2 separate regions of the Mus musculus genome follow, and region 1 is linked to region 2. Evidence: chromatin contacts called from public Hi-C data. All regions are on one chromosome and are shown on one strand. The core of a region is the stretch at or near the end of the contact, and the rest is flanking DNA. Distances in the headings are between cores, read along the strand shown. Region 1 overlaps Chm (choroidermia (RAB escort protein 1)). Region 2 overlaps Chm (choroidermia (RAB escort protein 1)).

Region 1 (4,486 bases), core at 874-3,373, 92 kb before region 2:
CCATGGGGAGGATTAACTGAGTCACAGGTTTGTCCTTGATGAAAGCCTTACAGGCTATCTGTATAACAACAAACTTGATAAATATTATATTTTGGCCACATACTTAACACACAAATAATATTTCTTGTTTGAATTTGTATTTTATGATAAATAAGTCTGAATATTTATGTAATTTGGCCACTACATTTCTTTTGTGAATTGCCTTAACCTATTCATTAGATCATTACCTGTCTTATTATAAATATGTAGTGATTAATTAACTTTTAATTTTTTTTTCACGTGTTCAAGTACCATTGTTATTTTGAGTAGCACATACTTGTATAATGTGCATACTTGTTATAATATCCGCCATCACTTTAGACTTTTATTATTTGTTTATTATCCACATTCTTGAAATCACTTCTTATTATTGCTTAATATAAAATATGGTTTATTCATTTTGGTATGTCATAGGTCACCAGAACTGACTCTTCTTGATGACCAACCTCCCTCCATTCCTCTTTCACCTTTCTCCAGTTTCTGTTATATCACTGTTCTCTTAACTCCTGTGAGTTCATGTTGTGGATTCCATAAAGGTCACATGGACTTCTTTCACTTCACATACTATGTTGTTCCAGGGGGCAAGATTTCATTCTTTTATAGAAAACTTATTTTATGTATGAGTATTTTGCTTGCATATGTGTATGTGTACCAGGCGCAAACTCAAGGAGCTTGGGGAGGGGATTAGAACTGGCATTATGTGTGGACGGCTGTGAATCACCACGTGCGTGCTGGAAATTGAACACTGTTCCTTTGGAAGAGCAACAAGTGCTTTTAACCCCTGAGCTATATCTCCAAGCCCTGTTTTCATTCTTCTGTTTTTAATGGCAGAATATGCTTCCATTGTGCCTGTGTATTACATTCGCTTTATTCATTCATCACATGACAGACATTTTAGTTTCTGTACCTTGGCTGTTGTGAATTAAATTGCAGTTAAGAATGTACTTGCTCCTTGGTTGGTGTCCCTGCGGGGGGGCTGCTTATTTTCTGAGGGGAGGTGGGGAAGAGGTTGATCTGGGGGACAGGGGAGGTGGGGAGGACTGGGATGTGGTGAGGAGGGGAAACTGTGGTCAGGACACAATATATGAAAGAAGAATTAAAAAACAAGCAAAGACAAAAAAGAATGTACTTGTCTCTTTAACATGAAGATGGGTTCCTTTTGGTATATACCCAGTAGTGGGAAGGCTAGAAATAACAGTAGTTCTGTTGTTAGTATTCTGAGAAATCGTTATACCTCTTTTTTTAAAAAAAGATTTTATTTATTTATTTGATATATATGATGAGTACACTCTAGCTGTCTTCAGACACACCAGAAGAGGGCATCAGATCCCATTACAGATGGTTGTGAGCCACCACGTGGTTGCTGGGAATTGAACTCAGGACCTCTTAACCTCTGAGCCATCTCTCCAGCCCCCCCCCATACCTTTTATTTTACTGGCTGTACAAATTTACATTTTTATTAACAGTGTATAAAAGTTTCTTTTTTCTCTATCCTCATCTTTTTTTTTTTTTTTTTTTGGTCTTTTCAGTTATTGTGATAAAGTTATAACTCTTTTTTTAAATTTGCATTTCCTAGTTGAGCGATTTCTGACGTATCTTTTGGCTATTTGTTTTAAGAAATGCCCAATCTGAAGCTGGCCTGTGGTGGGGCACACCTTTAATCCCAGTACTCAGGAGCCAGAGGCAGGCGGATTTCTTGACTTCCAGAATACCCTGGACTCCAAGAGTTCTAGGACAGCCAGGACTACACAGAGAAACCCTGTCTCGAAAAGCAAGCAAGCAAACAAATGCCTAATCTGTTCTTTAGTCTCTTTTTAATTGGATTTTCTTTTTTGCTAATAAGTCCAGTTCTTTGTGTATTCTGTTTATTAATGTAACTGCTTGTCAGATGTAGAGTTTGCAGATATTTTCTCCGGTCCTATTAGTTATATTACCTGTCTCTTCAGTCATTCCCCACTCCCAGTGAAGGCCAACTGATCCCATGCTATCACGTATGCTATGTAAGCACTCTGTTACCAAGCCTTGCTCTTCAGTTTTGGTGGTGTCTTTTGTTGTGGAGAAGCTTTCTAAGTTGATAGGAACTTATTTTTCAGTTTCAGTTTTTTGTCGCTTGCACAGTTGGGGTCATTTCCAAACTACTCTTTACGGATACCAGTGCCTGTGAGTCGTTTTCATGTTTGCTTTTGCAAACTCACAGACTTGGGCCTTTCAGATGTCTTTAGTTTCCTTTGGGTTGATAGCTGGGAGTAGTGGGAGCTGTGGGGTTGCTTTCATTTTTCTGCACATTGATACTATTTTCCCTGGAAACTTACGGAGAAGTCTGCCCCTTTCCTGCCGTGTTCTTGGCTCTTTTTGTCAAAGTCAGTTAGCTGTAACTGGAGCTGGCGGTTTGAATTTTTGCTCTCACTTCTGTTGCATTGGTTTGTCTAGTTTTGGCTTTTGCTAACATCATACTGTTTTAGTTAATATTAGTTTGTGATGTTAAAGTAAGATAGAACTTGATTCTTTTTGCCTTATTAGGCTTTGGATATTTGAGGTCTTTTATGGTTCTGTTTCTGAATCTGTGAACAATATTGAAATTTTGATAGAGATTATATTGACTCTGTGGATGATGTCGGATAGTTATTTTAACAAGATTAATTCTTCTAATAAACATGTGATATCTTTTTTTTCTCTCTTTCCTTTCCTTTCCATTGTGTTCTGTTACTTTCCTTCTCTTTTTCTTCCTCGAGTTAGCCCTGGCTGGCCTGAAACTTACTTTGTAGACCAGGCTGGTCTGCAATTCACAGAGCTATTCCTGTTTGTGCCTCTGCCACCCCCAGGTGTTGGCCAACCACACCCACCCATCCTTCCATGCCCTCTTTTTGATGTCCTCTTCAGTTTCTTTAATCTTTTTAAATGATATTTGTAGAGATCTCTCACCTCTTTTTCTTTTGTTCTTTAAGGATATTGACTTGTGTGTGTGTGTGTTCTTGTTATATTCAATTTCTAAGTGTGTCTTTTATTTTTATGGTAATGTCTTATATGGAAATGTTATGAATTTGTATTTCCTTACTCCTTGATCTGTTATTTTTATAGGCATTGTAATTGAGATTGTAGGTTTTCTTTTTCTTTTTTTTCAGATAATTCACTATTAGTGTCTCAGGATACTAACTGATACTTGTCTGTTGTTTTTGTGTCTTTGAGTTTTTCTGAGTTTCATAATTAATTAGTTCCAGTGGTTCCTTGGTGAGTGATGATTGTATAGTTTTACTTACTGTGTCCTTGAATTTGGTTTGTTGGAATACTGGCATTTTGTATGTGTGTTTTTTAATTGCCATATTTGATTTTTAATCGTGCCTTATGTTTATGGAGATATCCCATGTGGAGATGTATAAGTTTCACATTTCTAGTCTATCAGAGATTTTTTTTTATAAGTTTATAAGTTTTATTTTTAAAGATCATGCATGTAAATACATTGTTGCTGTCCTCAGACACACCAGAAGAGGGCGTCAGATCCCATTACAGATGGTTGTGAGCCACCATGTGGTTGCTGGGAATTGAACTCAGGACCTCTGGAAGAGCAGTCAGTGCTCTTAACCACTGAGCCATCTCTCCAGCCCCTCCATTAGAGATTTTCTTCTCTGGTTTCTGGCATTTGCAGAGTAGGTAAAAATACTAGTTTGATGTATCATTCTTGAAAATGTAGTATGAAGTTGTTAATGCACTAAAGCTAATTTTAATTAGACAAAAATTTATCATTTGATGGTTTTACATTTTAAATAATCAGTTAGTTGAAGTGATGGAGGTCAAAACGGGGTTTTGTATTTGCTAGACAAGCATAGGCAGATAGGTGGGTGTGGTGCTCACATTTAACAATACTAGCACTTTGGAACCTAAGGCAGGAGGATTGCCATGAGTATAAGACCAGGCTAGTCTCTCAGGTGAGACATTGTCTCAAAAGCAAAAATTAAATTGCCTGTAGATTATAGGTATATGGTATATGTAGAACATGATTTCTTTTGTATTTATATTTGGCTTTTGTATCCATAGATATCATATTATAGACAACCTGTATTCCCAAATCTGAAAAAAAAAGCCATCCCAGATCTTAAACATTTCTATTCCCAAGATTTTTGGATAAGGGGTATTCAATCTGGACTTTCGTTTCATTTTTAAAAAGATTATTTTGTATATGTGTATGAGCATGCATGTGTTACAACACATACAGAGGAAGACTTTCACAAGTCCATTCTCTGATTCCATCACAGGTTCCAGGAATCGAACTCAAATTGTCAGGCTGTATCATTCCCTACTGAGCCATCACTCTGGCTCAACCTGCACTTAAAAAAGAAAGTTTGGGGCTGGAGAGATGGCTCAGCGGTTAAGAACACTGACTGCTCTTCTAGAGGTCCCGAGTTCAAATCCCAGCAACCACATGGTGGCTCACAACCATCTGTAATGAGAT
Region 2 (4,595 bases), core at 677-3,176:
TTGATTCCTGATGACCTGAAAGTTTTGATGATGATGACTATTGCTTGACAAACCAGCTGCCTTCAGGTTCTGTCAGTTTGATCAATATTAGGAGTGGCTTGTCAGTTTTGCTATACTACATTGCTGTGAATAGAACACATAGTTGAATGTTTTTGTTGGTGACATCATTATTTCTTTTTGCTTTCATTTTTTATCCTGCTGAATTTAGTCAATAATGGACAGTAAAAGATGGAGACTAGGGTAGGATTTTAGAGATTGTTTTTCTTGCGGGATTACATTTGATTCTAGGGCAATAGGAAGTTCAAAGTTGGGCTGGGTGAAAAGTGGCTTAAATATTAGATGGAATTTTGGGGAGAAATGGTGCTGTGCCTCTCATCTTACCCATTTTTACCTTTCTGGAAGAGAGACCCACAGCAACAAACATATGGAGCATTCATTTGCGACACCTGCTGTCCTTCCAGCTGGAAGGACACTAAATGCCAGGAAAGGGTAAGAAGTTAAGAATCATGGTATAATTGAGATTGCAATAAGTAGTATAATTTGAATCAGTAAGCACAATGTAGTTGTATACATACACATTGTTGTATATAATCCATACACGTGCCATGTGGTGTATAATATATAGTAAGACTAGAGGTATGTAAATATAAGAAGCACTGAGACTTTTGTCCTCTTATGTACGTGTATATAAAGTAGACACACGTCCATGTAGTTCTCTTCTACACTCATGTTTCAGACTGGCCTGTATGCGGTGAACATGATAGAAAGCTCTGTGTGTTGTTTTAAATATATTGCTCTAATACATGTTTATCTATGCATGCAGTTAGAAGAAACACTGTCAAATGTTGTGCAGACACAGTGCTGAATTATATATCATGATATTTAGGAGACATACTTAGGGGAATTGTGGTTTTATCAATGTACTATGCAATCTGGGTGTAGCTAAGGTACACTGACAGTGATCAATGGTTAGGGTTTTCTCTTCTATCCTTTTTGCAAATGACATGATATGTGTTCAACAAGGAAAGTTTAATTTTTTTGGAGGAGTAAAAAGATCCAAAAAGTATGTCAGTAGATTTTTCCTTTAGTTCCTCAATACCTATACACTTACTGTTCTTATAATATCTACTACACTACAGCAAGTAGGTATAGCAGAGCCACACGTTCTTTTAGACCTCACAATGCAACTATAAAGTTGCACCAAAAAGAAGTCTTGATACTTGCTGCTTCTGTTCAGCATTAATGCATTAACATTTACATCACTGGGTTCCTATTTCATACGCTAAAATCAAACATTAAGCCATATTTCTTACAAATATATCTCATTGTAAAATGTTCAGTTTCTGCTCAGAGTACTATATTTAAAATTTCTACTTAACCAATGTCCTTTACAACATTTTTTAAAAATATGTTTTGCAAAGTATTCACTATTTGTTAGGAACTTTGAAGACAAGCATTTCTACTATAATTATGCTATCTTCAGTTGAAGTTATATATAAGTTTAGCATATGTAGAAAGAAAACCATATGTTGCCCCCTTTTTTCAGTCCCCCCTCACAGAGTTCTTCTCCCCATTCCTCCTCACCTTCACCTCTGAGAGGGTTCCCTCCCACATCCCCCTCCCTAGGGCATCACGTCTCTACAGGATTAGAGGCTCCCACTAGGCCAGAAAAGGCAATCCTCTACTACATATGTGCTGGGGGCCTTGGAACAGCCCATGCACTCTCTATGTTTCTTTCTTACAGTATGTAGAACAACAGTTAACAAATCATACCATGTTGAAAACCAGGTAATTTTTGATGAAATATGGAGGCCTCTTGTAGCCTAAATTTCCCCAAACGAAGAACATTCATTTGGGCTTTGAGTCTAGTTCAGCTTATCTGTGGGAAGTAGACCAGTGATGTTTCATGTGGTGAACTCTTTGATTATTTGCAGGAAATCGACAGTGAAGATGGTGTCAGCCACCTTGGTTATGATTTCCTGTGTATCAGTACTCTCTTCCCAAAATCAGAAGGCTGAATAGCACATGGCAAATGCAGCTAAACAGTCCACCACCAGGAAGATTATTTTTTCTAAATCTCATTAGAATCTGTTAGATTATAATGTCTTAACATCAGATATACTAACAAATATTACTGCACAGTTTGTCATCCTATTGGTGAGCAAAATTAACAGGAAGAAAGACTGTCCTACATAAAATGTATAGTCTACAGGTTCTTAACCATGTGGAATTTTGCTTAGTGGCTCTATTATGCCCTTAATTGCATTATTCTAATTTTCTCAGTGTAAAAATAAATACAGGTTTTCTTGTGCACTGATGTTGTATACCAGAAGAATATTACCTAACCCCTACTCTACTGTGGCTTAACTGCTTATGTGCATCTAAAAGAATTCAATTTGGAAAGACAGGAAAATATTAAATCCTATTCAATGAATGTCGTTTACCTCCACCATTGATAATTTTCATTATGTATAGATTATGAACTACTATAGATTATGAACTACTTTTCAACACAGACTAAAATAAATGACATCAATATACTCAAGATTTGCCAAATCTCAAAATGTGGCTGCATTTACTTTAACTACTTTTTAAAGCTTTACTCATTTTTATTTCTATGTATATCTGTGTGCCTCCATATTTGCAGCATGTGCATGTAGTTTTCTGGGGAGACTAAAAGAGGGTATCAGATGGCCTTGCTACTGGAGTTATAAATGGTTCTGAGCCTCCTGATGTAGGTGCTGAGAACCAAACCTCTGAAAGAACAGTAAAGAAACTAAGCAACTGATTTTCTTCACTGTAACATTCATTCTGTACTTTCCTAGATACTACTCCAGTGTATTTACTTCTAGTTTCCTCTTAAGTGTTTTGTACATTACATATTTGTGTGTCATTTTGATGTATAGCAAGATTTTTGCATATGAAGTTGATTTTCTTTAAATAAGTGATGCCAGTCAGAAGTGTTCTTTCCAAAATTTCTGTTATTAATCAGCTTTTGCATTTTAAAAATACAACAACTAGTAGAAGAGATTAGCTTTCATGAATTTTTATTATTTATGATATTCCCTTGTATGATATGAGAATTTGGACAGTTGTTTGTATGTTTATAGGTTATAGTCATCACAAACTATTCACACTTCTAAAGCCAAATGCATAGTTGTTAGTTTTGCAAGGTTGACCTCAGGTATAATACTTAGTTTGATGAACTTCTTAAAAGTTGGTATATAATAGTTTTGTTCATTAGAGAGAATGGATATAGAACTAAGTTATGCAAGGCTTATGGGGAATTCCAAATTGTAGTTTCTAGCATGTTTCCTCACTGAAAGATGAGAATATTATATCTCTCCTAATGCAGGTATATGGCCAATATGTATGGTCAACCAAGAAAACTCAACTTGACCATCAGTTTTTTCAACTTTTTTTTTCTGAAACTTCAAAACTTAGGCACACCTTCCCTTGTAGCTGAGATCAATATCCACCCATTTGGAGTTTAGTTGATATTTATCAAATGACCCAAAGTTCTCACTCCAAATCAAACTGTTGACCTGACCACTCCCATCCTAAACACCTGACCACTCCCATCCTAAAACTATCTGGTCCTCCCTGTCCTGTCCCTAAATTGGTTACTTAAAGCTATCTTTTGAACCAGTATCTCTAGGGAAACAAACAAACAAACAAACAAACAAAAAACCACTCCTTTCAGGCCTGACATTTAGAGGGCATAGAGATGACCCCCCCCCCCCCAGAAGGTGGAGACCATGGCTAGATCTTAGATCTTCTTTAGTTAAACTAAAATTATTTATTGCACATATGAATGTTCATTTGTTTGTGAATTCTCCTCTAGATATGTTGGATTTATGTTGGTACATAAACCCACTATTTTAAAATGAACCTATGTGTAATTCCGCATATCATATACTTTATATCTTCTTTACAAATGTTATTTTGTTTATTCTTCAAAAGAAGCTTATGTGAATAAGTGGCAATATAGGGCTGGTGTGGAGCTCATTATCCTGTTTCCATGGTCACACAGCTGGTATGTGGCATAGTTGGCATATGAAGCCAGGCAGTCAAAATTCTCCCTTAACCCCTATGCCTAAAATGTGCAGGAAGAAAGAAAAAGTTGTACATATCTTCTTCCATGCGTATAACTAGGATTACCTTACATATTTAAGTAGCAGTAAGATTTGCTACTCTGAAAAGTATTCATCTTCAATTTTACTGTAACAAATTTTTATTCTTACTGAAAGATTTAATAACTTCTATTGCATCTATACATCTTTTCTTAACTAGTACTTAGCTTTTACCTTTCTTTTTTTACATGTTTAAATGTTTCAAGTTCTATATTTTGTCGATTGTAGGCTGAGTTTTACGTTTTATTGGAGAATCTGTCTCTGACTCATATCTTCCTATGTTCTTGTCTAGTGTTGCTTCTCATACTTAACACTTGTACTTTTCCTGGAATTGATTCTGAACACAGTGTGAATCAGAGATGATTCTTCTGATAAATATAACCCGTTGTCCCCAAATCTTTTTGCCACGGCCCATTTTACCCTGATTCATAGTACTACTACTTTCACAATCATTTCCATGTA

What was found. A called contact is a pair of places that touch in the nucleus more often than the background predicts.
Region 1: a contact with region 2 is called in a Hi-C map of Th2 cells, with 2.0 times the contacts expected there. The contact joins two enhancer-like sites. A contact is called at or near these places in 7 of 39 promoter capture datasets (the 3T3-L1 cell line, the HPC-7 cell line, hematopoietic stem and progenitor cells and 3 more), 1 of 15 datasets of contacts at CTCF or cohesin (CD8 T cells), 4 of 484 Hi-C or Micro-C datasets (Th1 cells, Th2 cells and group 2 innate lymphoid cells), 2 of 115 datasets of contacts at active chromatin or transcription factors (CD8 T cells and Th17 cells) and 2 of 9 other capture datasets (adipose tissue and macrophages).

The regions. Positions count from the first base shown.
Region 1 is chrX:113,173,943-113,178,428 of GRCm38.p6, reverse strand. All of the region lies in intron 1 of Chm (choroidermia (RAB escort protein 1)), which reads left to right. Among named protein-coding and RNA genes, the nearest start is that of Chm, 9.3 kb to the left of the region's middle. Within about 2 kb of position 2,123, at least 4 of the 459 cell types and tissues checked have an H3K27ac peak or open chromatin away from gene starts, as enhancers often do. A contact at or near this core is called in CD8 T cells and Th2 cells, where this site is marked.
Region 2 is chrX:113,081,697-113,086,291 of GRCm38.p6, reverse strand. All of the region lies in intron 8 of Chm (choroidermia (RAB escort protein 1)), which reads left to right. Among named protein-coding and RNA genes, the nearest start is that of Mir361, 9.1 kb to the right of the region's middle. Within about 2 kb of position 1,926, at least 8 of the 459 cell types and tissues checked have an H3K27ac peak or open chromatin away from gene starts, as enhancers often do. A contact at or near this core is called in CD8 T cells and Th2 cells, where this site is marked.